Regions from separate parts of the Hordeum vulgare genome. Here region 1 is linked to region 2. The links are chromatin contacts, called in public Hi-C maps. All regions are on one chromosome and are shown on one strand. Each heading gives the region's core, a stretch centred on a gene start, on an enhancer-like site or on the middle of the called end of the contact. The rest is flanking DNA. Distances are from core to core; before and after follow the strand shown. Region 1 has its middle 28 kb from the start of LOC123444973. Region 2 has its middle 6.8 kb from the start of LOC123414257.

Region 1 (6,349 bases), core at 2,360-4,859, 280 kb before region 2:
GTGATTGATCTTATCATTTCCTCCGTTTTATTTTCTTTTTCCTTGTATTTTCGGTTTGCTATAGTTTTGGGCGTTTTTTTTTCTTGTATTTTTCTTTGTTTTCTCAAATGCACATTATTTTTTCAACTTCTTAAAACAATTTTTTTCAGTTTTATGAACTTCTTTCAAATTTGATGAACTTTTTAAAAAATCGATGAACTCTTTTTTGATTCGATAAACTTTTTAAAATTTGATGAACTTTTTTCAAATTCGATGAACTTTTTAAAATTGGATGAACATTTTTTCCCAAATCGCGAAACTCTTTTTTAATTCAATGAACTTTTTATAAAATGTGACAAAAAATTCAAATTGGATGAACTATTTTAAAGTTTTAATGAAGTTTTTTCAAATTCAATGAACTTTTCTGAAAAACGATCTACTTTTTTCCAAATTTGACGAACGTTTTTCAAAATCATTGAACTTTTCATAAAAATTAATGAACCTTTCTCAAATGTGATAAACATTTTTCAATTTTGATTATTACTTTTTAAAATTCTGTCAATATTTTTCTCATTTAAAGAACGTTTTTTTGCAGAATTAATGCTCTTTGTTTCTGAAAAAATAATGAACATTTTCAGGATCTGCAGGGGCGCCAGAGCTGTTTGATGGCCAGCCCAGCATGGGGCGCTGCAGGCGCCAGGGGCGCAAACGGGCGCCTGCAGCGCTGTATAGGTGGTCCCCAAACACTACACCCCAACTCACACAAACACCGCACCAATGGGCATTTTCTTGGGCCCAGACCAACGAAAATGCCAAACGGACGCCGATCTTCACGAAAGCTTTTATTTAAAAACATTAAAATTCGAAATGTTCAGTTCCAAGAAATTCTAAAAATAAATACACATATACCTAGATACTCCATCCATTTTTAAATATAAGTCTTTTTAGAGATTTCACTAGCAGACTGTATTTGGATGTATATAAACATATTTTAGAATATAGATTCATTCACTTTGCTTCGTATGTAGTCTTCTAGTGAAATTTCTAAAAGACTTATATTTAAAAACGGAGGGAGTACATAACATACATTTGTGTAAATTTTCAGGTCGAAATACATTAAAATGTCAGCTACACAAAAAAGACAAATCTGGTGCTTTTTAGCTTATGTACTGTTCATCTTTAAAGACCAAGATTTTGTTCTTTTTGCACAGCTCACAATTCTAGGTATTCCATTCTGAAATTTTGCACATATATAATTTACATCCTTGCTTACATGTGTATTTATTTTCATATTTTTTTGAAATTGAATTTTATGAATTTGAATTATTTTTTAAAATAAAGGACTCCATGAAGCTCGGTCTCCAAAATACCCTACTCCAAGACCGAGACATAGTGTTGTATTATTATTATTTTTGCATGTATTGATTTTTAAATTGACGCATATGAAAATGAACTGAAATATAACAATCAACCGATTGTATGTATTGATTGAAAAAAAGACTAAAAACTATGTTTATGTATTTAGTGACTTAAATTGAGTCATTATATCAATTTCATTTATGTAGTGAAAATAGAAGATGAAGAGATTCTCTTCATAGGTGCTTGCAATAGTAGTTTGTACACTTTTGTATTCTCGTTTATTATTTGTACTAAACTTTTTATTTTCATATATTATCGTTTTATCAGATCGTTAAGCACTGATTTGGAAAAAAAATGTATAATTGGGTCATATTTTGTATATTTTCACATGGGTAATTTGGGGGTAGCTATGAGTTAATCTTTAGGGGTAATTGTACACGATGCATTTTCGGCCTCTTCAATCCTAGCTCCCCAAGATGACCTAGTGGTGCGTGTAAGTACTCTGCTTCTGTGCGCGCGGGGGCGCGGGGGGGGGGGGGGGGTTGGCTTTTGGCCTATGAGGGTACATACACCTTATATGAAAATAAAATAGGTAAATATATATAAAGTGAAAACATGATTTTTTTTAAAAATAAACTTGACCTTCCATTGCACTACTAAAAAAATCAACACAACAGAAACCTCGTTGACTTGTTTTTTAAAAAGACAAAAAAATGATCAAAATAGTGTGAATAGTGACCTATAATTGCAAAGAAATTTTGTTTTTTTCCTGAAGTTAACATTGGTTCTTATTCGTAAAAGAATATATACTGGTGAAAAAGAAAGCCAAGATTATTGCAAAAAAAGGTCTAAGCTATTTGACTTTAAAAAGATCTCTCCATATAAGATGTATATACACCCAAGAACCAAAGTCCAAAGGGTATTTCACTTTTGTGCATTGCAAACATGCCATGTATGCTTGACATCAATGGGGCTTCGTCCTCGTGAGCTCAACCGCAAATCCCTGCAGGATTCTATTGTATGTGTGGCTGATGAACTGATTGACAAATCCATGGAAGCATGCCTATGTTGGAGAGTGGGGAAGCGGGGTGGCTTAGTGAGGTCATTTGTTTGAAGGTAGCATGTGTTGGAGCCCGTTGGATCTTGTGTTTTATCCCGCAATGTACCCCCTATTAATACCAATGAAAAACAGCTAACTCATTATGTAAGTCTTTCCTTCGCAAATCATTACGTAGGTGTAGCAAAGCCCTGTGCGAATTTATCTAGAAAAAATGGCATACCTTGTGATCTAGACAGAAAAAACTAGACCTTGATAATTCTTTAAAATGAAATTTTTCAGAGAATGGATCTTGCATTTTTATAGCGCCACATATGTCATTTTCTCATGAAACTTTACAAGCAGGTAGAACATTCAACCATGTTCATCCTACAAAAATAATCAAAATTTTAATAATTGTTATGCTGTTTTTTTATTTTATTGTTCATCTGGTTACATGTGCAACACCCGAGGGACAAAACTCCATCTGTTTACATCATTTTATTGATTCGAGGTAGCTTCACCCATTCCCACAAAAAAAGGAAAATGAAAAAGAAAGAGGTAGCTTCGCCCGGCAAGTGTTTTGGTGCACCTGTCAATGTAGATTACAGCTACCAGTAGAAGTTTATCCAGGTGTGCTTCGGTAGACCCCTTTCATAAAACGTAGAAGAAGATTGTATATCCATCTCGTATTGTATGCTACATGTTGTTGTATGTATGTAATATGAGGTGCGTATATGTACAATGCTCTATAGTGTGTAAAAATATACAGAATGAGATGGATATATGTTTTTCTTTTCTATGTTTTAGGGGTTTTATCGAAACAAAAGTATGTCTACGATTGAGCGACGGTGGACATGTCCCCCCAGCACCTAGAATGCCCGGCCAGCGTTCTGGGCTCCTGGTGCACCCGGCCATGTAGATTGCCACTACATGATGCAACATACAATGAAGAAAGAATGAAACTGGCTACTGTGTTCTCATTATATTTTCTATAACGTGCACTGATGTGCTCCATTAGTTTGAAGTAACAGCCTTTACAGCAGAGCTGGTGTTGTATAGTTCAAGTGGTAGCTGTAGAAAACTGTTGACGATGTGCAACTTGTGTTGCAAACCGAGATGGCCTCCACTTCGTGGAGCTTCGGTTTTTGTTTCCGTTCTACTATATGGTCCACTATGGAGCCTCGGGATCTGGACTGCTGAACGGAAGAATATACTCCATCACTGCTGACCCGGCTACCAGTGTTCAGATGCACTGCACATTGCCTGGCAGTTTGGCAACTTCCCATGACCCAAGGTTCCAAACGGCGCCATCACGATCGGCGCTAGTTCTGATTCTGATTGGGGAACATGGATTTGGAGTATATTCCAGCTACCAGTAGTATTTTATGACAATTTTTTTATTCTGACCTCTCTAACTAATAAAATTAGATTCGACCTCATCTAAAAAAATACAATCTAACCTCTTTACGTGACGCCAACCTCCCTAGCGTCTGGGTTGCACGACAGATGTCACGGACCCTCGCGTCTGGTATGGGTCCGCTCGACCGACAACTTCGTTGACTTGCTGATGTGGCAAAAGGCTAGACGCCAAGGACCCTGGTGTGTGGTCTCCAGACCCAAACGTCGTAGATTTTGGCGTCTGGGCCGTGCGATTTAGTGCAATGGTGCTGGTACTCCCGATGCACCCCCACACACCAGGGGCAGTGGCATTTGGCCTAAAAGGGCACGTCACCACACGACGGAGATGTTGGCGTCTAGGCCCTGCAATTTAGTGCAATGGTGCTGGTATTCGTGATACACCCCGAGACACCAGGGACCTTGGTGTCTGGGTCCTCCACCAGGGCTGATATATGTAATAGAGTGTTTGTGTGGGTCCCACCACACTCACTTTTCCCAATCATGGATAAAAGATGCACTTCACTTCACTTCACGACAGGTTCATAAATTAAAGATAACATAAAAAGTGCACTTCACTTCATTTCACGACAAGTTCGCAAAGTTAAGATAACATAAGAAGTTCAATACACGAGAAATTCATACAAATTTAACGAGCATACAACAAATTCTTGTCAACATATGAAGTGGCACTCGAGAACTGCGAAGGATCTTTCTTGCTCACTTCCTTCTTCCTCTCTTCGTGGCTTTCCCCTTTCTTGTAGGCACTTTCTTTTCCTCTTCTTAGCTAGACTCCTCCTTCTCTTCTCTCTCTTCCTTTTCCTCTTCTTCGCTAGACTCCTGCTTGTCTTCTCTAATCACCCCCTTAGGCAAAAAGCTTATGAGGACACTCCAAACTATGAAACCGAGAATTAAATGTCCTTTCACGACACACGTGGTGTCTTATCTTTGCCTTTCTTCTTCTGCATCGATTATGACGGCTCTGACGGCTATGGAGCATCAATATCTACCTCATGCTTCTATGTCTACTCCTCTTGTATTTTGTTCCTCTTCTTCTGTATCATTGATGGTGAGATGACGACGTCTAGCTCTGGAGGAGCGGCTAGTACCAGTTGTAAACACGTCCATGGACTGAGCACTGTGGGAAGAAAGCATAGGTGCCCACTTGTGGAACCTTGTCCTAAACTTCTACGACAACACAACAAAATATGTTAGATGCAAATAACTAATCCATTAAGACAAGCATTTGTAAACATGGTCATACCTCCTGTTAGAAATATGCCCTAGAGGCAATGATAAAATAGTTATTATTATATTTCCTGTTTCAAGATAATCGTTTATTATCCATGCTATAATTGTATTGAATGAAAACATAGATGCATGTGTGGATATATAGACAAAACAATGTCCCTAGTAAGCCTCTAATTGACTACTCCCTCCGTCACAGTTTATAAGGCGTGCACGTACATCTAGGTCGACAATTTAACTTATATAAAATATATTGTTTAAGATAAAAATTATATCATTAGAAAATAGAACATCTAAAGTTTTTAACGATATATTTTTTGTAATATATGTCTCTCATTAAGTTGGTTAAATTGACGACCTAGGTATACGTACATGCCTTATAAACTGTGATGGAGGGAGTAGCCAGTTTGTTAGGGCATATTTATGCCTAAGTAATTTTGGTGATTGATGACAGTACCTTAATGGACTAATCTTGTGCATTGAGCTTTCAGATAATACATGACAAAGGCACAAGACGATTCGGCACCCTCCGTGGAATAGAAGCACGGTGTCCTCTATGATTCTTTTTGGTGGTTTTTGAGTCGTAGGAACGCCGTGCTATTAAGAGGGGGTCCGTATTGGAAAGGTTTGGGTGGAATCAAGCTTGCACGCACACACTTTATCTGCATCCCTTTCCCTGCAACTTTGGAGCTTTTCCCATCTCTGGTTTATCTCCGCTTGCAAAAAAAGTCACCTAGCGGTTGTACCGCTGGGACTAGCGGTAGTACCGCTAGAGCTAGCGGTAGTACCGCCCCTGGTCAACGGTAGTACCGCTCGAGGACTTTAGTACCGCCATCCTTGCGGTTGTACTTCATCGAACTTTTTGCGAAGACTTTCTTGGCGGTGGTTGGTCCGGTAGTATCTTCGCGCTACCATGGGCTCAGCGGTAGTACCGCTGGAGTGCCAGCGGTAGTATCGCTGGGTTTGTGATGTGAGTGGGAAAACGGTTGGATCCCCCCCCCCCGCTATATAAAGGGTTCTTCTTGCTCAAGAACCCTACCTTTGACCCTCCCAAGCTCCATTGTTGCTCCCTAAGCTCAAAAGTGTCCGATCTCTCTCTCTAGCCAATCAAACTTGTTGATTTCCTAGGGATTGGTTGAGAAGGCCTAGATCTACACTTCCACCAAGAGAAAATTGATTCCCCCCACTAATCCCTTGCGGATCTTGTTACTCTTGGGTGTTTGAGCATCCTAGACGGTTGAGGTCACCTCGGAGCCACATTCCATTGTGGTGAAGCCCCGTGGTCTTGTTGGGAGCCTCCAAGCTTTGTGTGGAGATTGCCCCAACCTT
Region 2 (6,349 bases), core at 175-2,674:
TCGACTTGGAAAGGTGCTCTATAACACAATGTGGTAGTGGCAGTGGCAGTATCAAATGACAGCAGGAAGATTCAGTTCCACAGGCACATATTCACCACTTTCGGCCTTTTGGCGTGAACAATCATGCCTCCAGGGTCTAGCTAGGTAAACCGTGCCGTTGGTCCACCATCGCCACTCATGCAACCATCCTCGAGGCGCAGGCAGGCATAGTTCGTCAGATCAAGTTGCTCTGATGATCAACCCACATCGACGCATTCCATCATGCGCAGAGCACAGTGGGCACACGAAATGCTGCCGCTTTCGCATCGGACATGCACTCACTGCACCGGCCGCAAGTAGCCGGTCCACCCCACCCGCGCTCTTTAGTCCTTACCGACCGCATCTGATCTCCTCATCCTCTGCACCAACAGACCACCGACTCACGCATCGACCAACCAAACGCAACGACCCGTCCAAATCGCATCGCATCGCAAAGACAACCTCGTTCTACGGCGGGTACGCATGCATGCATGTCCTATGCCCGACTAGCCCGAGTGTCAATGTGGGCTCGGGTTGGCCATGAAGGATGAAGCTAGTGGAGGAGAAGTGAAGCCAGAGGGGCCGAGGATGCTTTGGCCGACTTGCACGTACGAACGGAGCAAGTAGATTCGTTGCTTGCATGCGGCCATGATGGAAACTCTGCGTAAAGGAACTCTAGGCTGATATGACACATGGTAGCTAGTGCGATGCTGGCTAAGACGTGGCCGCTTTTGCTGTGCTGGACCGCGGAAATTGGAGCTGCTTTCGCCCCCACAGCCAGGTCGCACTCCGCCTAATGCAACCTGGGCAGAGGGCAGCCCGGCATGCGCCTTTCCCAGCGCACGGCGGCCGACTGCCCGGCCCTGGGCTAAACGCCGACAACAATGTACCTCGACGAGCAGTTGGTTGTTCAGCACTTGCATTGCATGCGCCGGCCGCACCGCACCTCGATCGATCACTGCTCGATCGCCCAAAGCAAAAGCTACCGCCAATGCTGCTGACGCCGGAACGCACAGGCAACAGCTGCCTGCGTGGCTAGCTACCCAGCGTACGTACGTCTCCGTCTCTTTCCTGCTGCCCTTTGCCCTACCCAGGATATTTCCGAGACGACGACGACGACGATGAAGATATATCATGCATATGATATGACGATGGTGGCTCGAGCGGCTGATGCGATGAGAGTGAGGCACACGGTCTTTTGGCTTTTGGTACATCCCTTTTTCAGCTAGCACGCTAGAAATCGCCGTGTAGTGTGCACTACCTGTCTCCGTTGTGCTTTAATAATTTAGTATTAGCAAGGAGGTGATCGGATAGGGAAAAAAGGTGACGATATGTACAAGGCTAGTGATGTGCATGATCGAGCACTACTGCCCAAGTCGGCTGGTCGGGCTCCATATGATGTGGTGTGGGGGTGCTCTCTTTTTTCTTCTTGTTGTTATCTTAAGCTTATCTCGAGCTCAAAGTGAGCGCCGCAGCGACCTGCCCGTGACACGGCTTTGTTGCTTGGACATGGCAAAAACGCCAAGACAGGGTGGATTGCACGTAACAACGCACCGTTTTCCCGTGATTCACCTGGCAGACATGCATGGTGCTATGACATGGAGAGGTGCCAACAAATCTAGCAGTCGATCCACGCCGGGGTAAAGCTTGCCGTTTCCGGTACTAGGATCGGTCCATCGGCCGGCCGGTGCGCGATGACAAATCGCCGCGCCGTGTAGGGAGGGGAGTAGGTAAAATCGCGGATCGAAGCCAAAGAGAACCGTCCTCTGAAAAATGCTAGCCAGGAAAAATGACTAAGCTGGTGGAATGTTCTTCTTTTAAAACTAGGAAGAAGAATTTCATAATTTTTAACAAAGAGGAAGATAGAGTCTCTAGCCGTCCCTTCCGACATGGATGGAGCAATTGATTTTGCCTGGAATGCATGTGTGTGTTCTTTACCATGGAGGAATGAATGTGTCATGCAGTCTTAGAGCATCTCCAACAGCGGCGTAAAAAGGTGCGCGCGCGCTAAACATGTATTTTACCGCGTGCGGGACAGATTGACGCGCTCCAGCGGTGGTGGGAAAATCACGCGCGCTGGAACAGCTTGCGCGCGCGCGCGAAAAGGCGGCAGCTCGCGCGCCATTTTTGCGGCGCCGCGTCCCGCGCGCCCATAAAAGGCAGCGCGCTGCCGCTTCCTCGCGCCACCGCTCCGCGCGCTCTCTCTCCCTCTGCCTCTCGCGCCGCCGCCCCAACGCGCTCTCTCTTCCTCTGCCTCTCGCGCCGCCGCCGCCGCGCCACCATGCCGCCGCGCCGCCGTTCTGCATCGGGCTACCGCGGCGTCCGCCAGCGCCCCAACGGCGGGTTCTACGCCGAGATACGCTCCGGCGATCTCCAGCTTAGCCTCGGAACCTACGACACGGCGCACGAGGCCGCCCGCGCGTTCGACGCGGCGGCTTGGCGCCTAGGCAGGCCGCGCCTCCAAATGAACTTCCCGGACGTCCACACGCTCCAGCAGGCGTTAGACCTCGCCCCGCCGCCTCGTCTAAACTCCGCACAAGACCGTGCGGAGCACACTGCGCTGCAGCGCCGCCTCCTCGTCGCCCAGGAGGACGAGCGGGTCATGGCGGAGTGGCGCCGGCGCCACCCGGAGGACGTCGCCTACGAGCAGGAATATTGGGAACGGCGCCGCGAGGAGGACATGCGCCGGCGCCGCGAGGAGCGGTTGGACAAGCGTCGTCGGAAGGCATTGGCGTGTGGGCAGGCCGACCTCGTCAATGCAGGCGGGAGGTCCTTCTTCACTGAAGAAGATGAGCGTTGGTTTGACATCTGGCTGTCAACCTCTGACGACACCAACGACGATGATGACGGTGCAGATGACTGGAGCGACTAGGATTAGTTTTTTTGTTTTTGAACTATCTAGCATCGAACTATCTATCTATGTTTTCGAACTACCTATCTAGTTGCAATCTATGTAAAATAACTTTATATCATTTTTATTTATTAATGCAATCTACTTTAAAAAATGTTGTGCGCGCGCTGCATTTTTGGGCACTGCTGGAGCGGCGCGCGCGCTGCATTATAGCGCGGCTGTTGGAGCCAGCGCCTATCCCCGCGCTAAACCAGCCGAAGCGCGCGGCAAACGCCTTTTTTGGGCGCGGCGCGTAGCGCGGCTGTTGGAGATGCTCTTACTTGTTTTATGCCTGTTCTGCCATTTTTATCCTGTTTGTAAGACTTCATGATGCACTAGGTTTTTTTAGAAAAGGAGGATGACCCCCGGCCTCTGCATCTGGGAGATGCATGCGGCCATTTTATTGATTATTCTCGAGAACCTTACAAACCGTACAATAATATGCCTGAATCCGCCATCTTGGCAACATCTGCCGCTACTCCTATCCATATGATGAAGGGGTGCAACCTGGACCAAACACCCGAACCTCTCACCTAAGCCTAACATTTAAAGCCGAAGACCGTGACCGAGCCACATACCGGGTCCGGGACACAAACCGGTCTGACTCACTCACATGTGTCGTCGCCGCCATCTTCCACTAGTCCATCTTCAGATCAGATTGAGGTACCAGCCTTGGCAGGTGCCTCCGCCATCGACGCCATCATGACGCCAAACGACGACCTCCACCTACGCGAGTCCATCTCCAAGCAACGGACGGAGATCCATGCTAGGATAGGGCCGCACCACCGCCGTCGCCCACCACCCACAAGCGCCACCCAGCCCCAAGGTTTCCAAAGCGGCGCCTTCAAGAAGGGAACGGCGCCGTGAGCGCCGCCGCCGCCCAACAAAGTTAAGGCTTTCGCCCGGGAGACCTAGGGGAAGGGGAAGTGAGGGGATCAGTCCATACCGACGCCTCTAAGGAGGGGAACGGCGCCCTCAGGCGTCGCCGTCGACGCGGCCGACCATGGCCAACCAGGGATTTCGCCCGAACTAGATCCCCACCACCACCAGCACCTCCTGTACAAAACCGGCAATCCAAGGAAGCGCGGCCCGACCAGGCTGGCCCGCACGCCGAACATGGGAGGAGGGGAGGCGCCAGATCGCACGCACCGGCCACCGCAAAAGCCGCTGCCGGACGCCAACGACCACTGGATCCCGCCGCCCGCGCGGCCGAGATGCTGGATTCACCTCCCGCACGACTGCTACCCTGATGTGCCTCGCCAATGGAGCCGCCGCTTCAGATCCGGGACTCCGCATGCAGAGGCAGGGCAGCCTAGGCCCCGCCGCCACCATCCTTGGCGCCCCGGGCTTGCCCGACGGCTGCCTCAGGCGGCGGCGAGGAAGGGAGGGGGAGGGGGAGGCGGCTAGGGTTGGAGGGAGGGAGGGAGACGTGCGTGAGAGTCAGTGTTTCTCCCATGACTTTGGATATTTTTGACTTGATGCACTAGGTAAATGATGGTTGTGACATCAATTAATGCAGAGGACGGGTTTTGCCTCCCTTATGAAAATAAAAATATTCTCCCCTCCAATCTCCTCCTACACCGCCAAATGATGCTACAGTCCAACGAGACTCTTGTAGGTCTCCCCTTGTGTTGATTGGTCGTCATGGTGGATCAAGTTCGACCCTTCCTCTACATGTGAATAGCGTCACGAACCTGAAGTGGACGGTGACGGCTAGGCTCGTGTTGTTCTACTGTCATGTGACTGTCTGATGGTGATAATAGCATATATGTGGAGGCATCATTCCCAATAGGTGATTTCTGGGGCATTGTGTCTGTGCAGATGTCATGACAACACACTTGTGCAAGGTTCCTTACTAATGCGTATCATAACTTTTGTTCGATCCATTGGCCATGGCCTTCATTGGTTGGCTCAAGCGATGTTGATTTTTCGTGTATCGGGGCAAAACCCGCAATCTAGCTTTTACTAGCTACATCTGACAACGATGACACTTATGTGGCATCTCCCTCGTGAAGGTGTTACCTTGAAGCTTCGAAGGTCATCTCCAGGGTGAAAAGATGTGTTCCACCCTTCACTTACTGGTTCTGAAGTTGATTTTGTCACTTGAAGTTCCATAGTACCATGGTGTGGGACGTCCCAATGTTGCCAATGTGCGGCATATTATTGTGTTTTGTAAGCCGTTCAACATCAACATCTTGGATGTTGTTTGAATAGAAGTTATGTTCCGTGCATCTTGGAGCATTCCACTATATGAACTCCTTTGTGCCGGTAGTTCGGCTAAAATCATTGATGTGCTCATCCATGCTAGGATCATATCACACAATTTAGATTGCATATTTACTGTAATTTGGATTTTCAGTTCAATGTCATTTCTCTCAAAGCCGCAAGAGAAAAAATGAAGCGGGCAACCACAACCGCCGTGAGAGTGAAGAACCCTGAAAGTGTGACAAAGACCACAACGAGAGACGAAGGAGCGTGGAGAGGCGTTAGAAAAAATTATGTGACATGTAGATTTTCCTTAGGGTCACCCTGACGGAGGCAAAGGTTGGGCTCCTTTACAACTTTATTTAACCCGGGGTTATGCCTAAGACCGGTATCTTAGCCTCTCCCAATGCTCCACCTTACACAGGTGCTAAGACTGTCATGTAGGCAAACAACCTGATGTGATAAGGTAATTAAGAGGAAAAAGATGGATGTGGTAACCCTAGAAAGAAACAATGCTAAGCACGTGAACCTAGGCAAAACACTTAAATGAAAGAAACCCACCAATACATGAAGAGCTTTAGTTATTAAATCATTAAATAAAGGGGTTTAGCAACAATAAATTAAACACCTATACATTAGAGACTTTAGTTGCTAAATCATTTAATGTACTTAGCACCTTAGAGCAAGTACAATAAAGTACAGTCAGCAGGTTGTAAGGATTAAAATACTATATTTTTGCTGAGTTGGATGAGAGAGAAGAGGAGAGAGAAGGAAGCAGGCTCTTCGTGAAGAGTCAGCTCTAGCACGTGCTCCTAGGTGCTTTGTGAGAATGAAAGGTGGGCCATATATGATAAAAGTAGTACTCTTTTATAGCCAACTATTGTACAAACTAGCTATAAGACGGGCTATAAGACTACTTATAGCCAGCAGTTGGCTATACTATTAATCATGCTCTTATCTTAGAGGGTGTTTGGATCCAAGGGACTTATTTTAGTCTGACTAAAAATAGTCTCTTTAAGAGGCTAAAGTTTCAAGCACCCCTGACTAAAGAGGGGTTAAAACTAGTTTTGAGACTAAAAAATTTAGTCAAGGGTACCCCTACTAAAGTATGGATTAGTCATCTCTCTTTTCATTTAACTCATCTCCTTTAACATAGAAGAGTTCTGGATTGGAGGGTTTGGAGGATAATAAATGTTTATTAACTTGATTTTAGTCTTTTTAGTATTTGGATCCAAG

Evidence for each region. Hi-C and Micro-C count contacts between places; a contact is called where the count stands out from the background.
Region 1: a Hi-C map of leaf shows a contact between it and region 2, with 3 times the contacts expected there. The contact joins two enhancer-like sites. A contact is called at or near these places in 2 of 6 Hi-C or Micro-C datasets (leaf and seedling).

The regions. Positions count from the first base shown.
Region 1 is chr1H:457,342,776-457,349,124 of MorexV3_pseudomolecules_assembly, reverse strand. No RefSeq gene overlaps it. Among protein-coding and RNA genes, the nearest start is that of LOC123444973, 28 kb to the right of the region's middle. Within about 2 kb of position 3,609, at least 2 of the 3 cell types and tissues checked have open chromatin away from gene starts, as enhancers often do. A contact at or near this core is called in leaf, where this site is marked.
Region 2 is chr1H:457,060,401-457,066,749 of MorexV3_pseudomolecules_assembly, reverse strand. No RefSeq gene overlaps it. Among protein-coding and RNA genes, the nearest start is that of LOC123414257, 6.8 kb to the right of the region's middle. Within about 2 kb of position 1,424, at least 3 of the 3 cell types and tissues checked have open chromatin away from gene starts, as enhancers often do. A contact at or near this core is called in leaf, where this site is marked.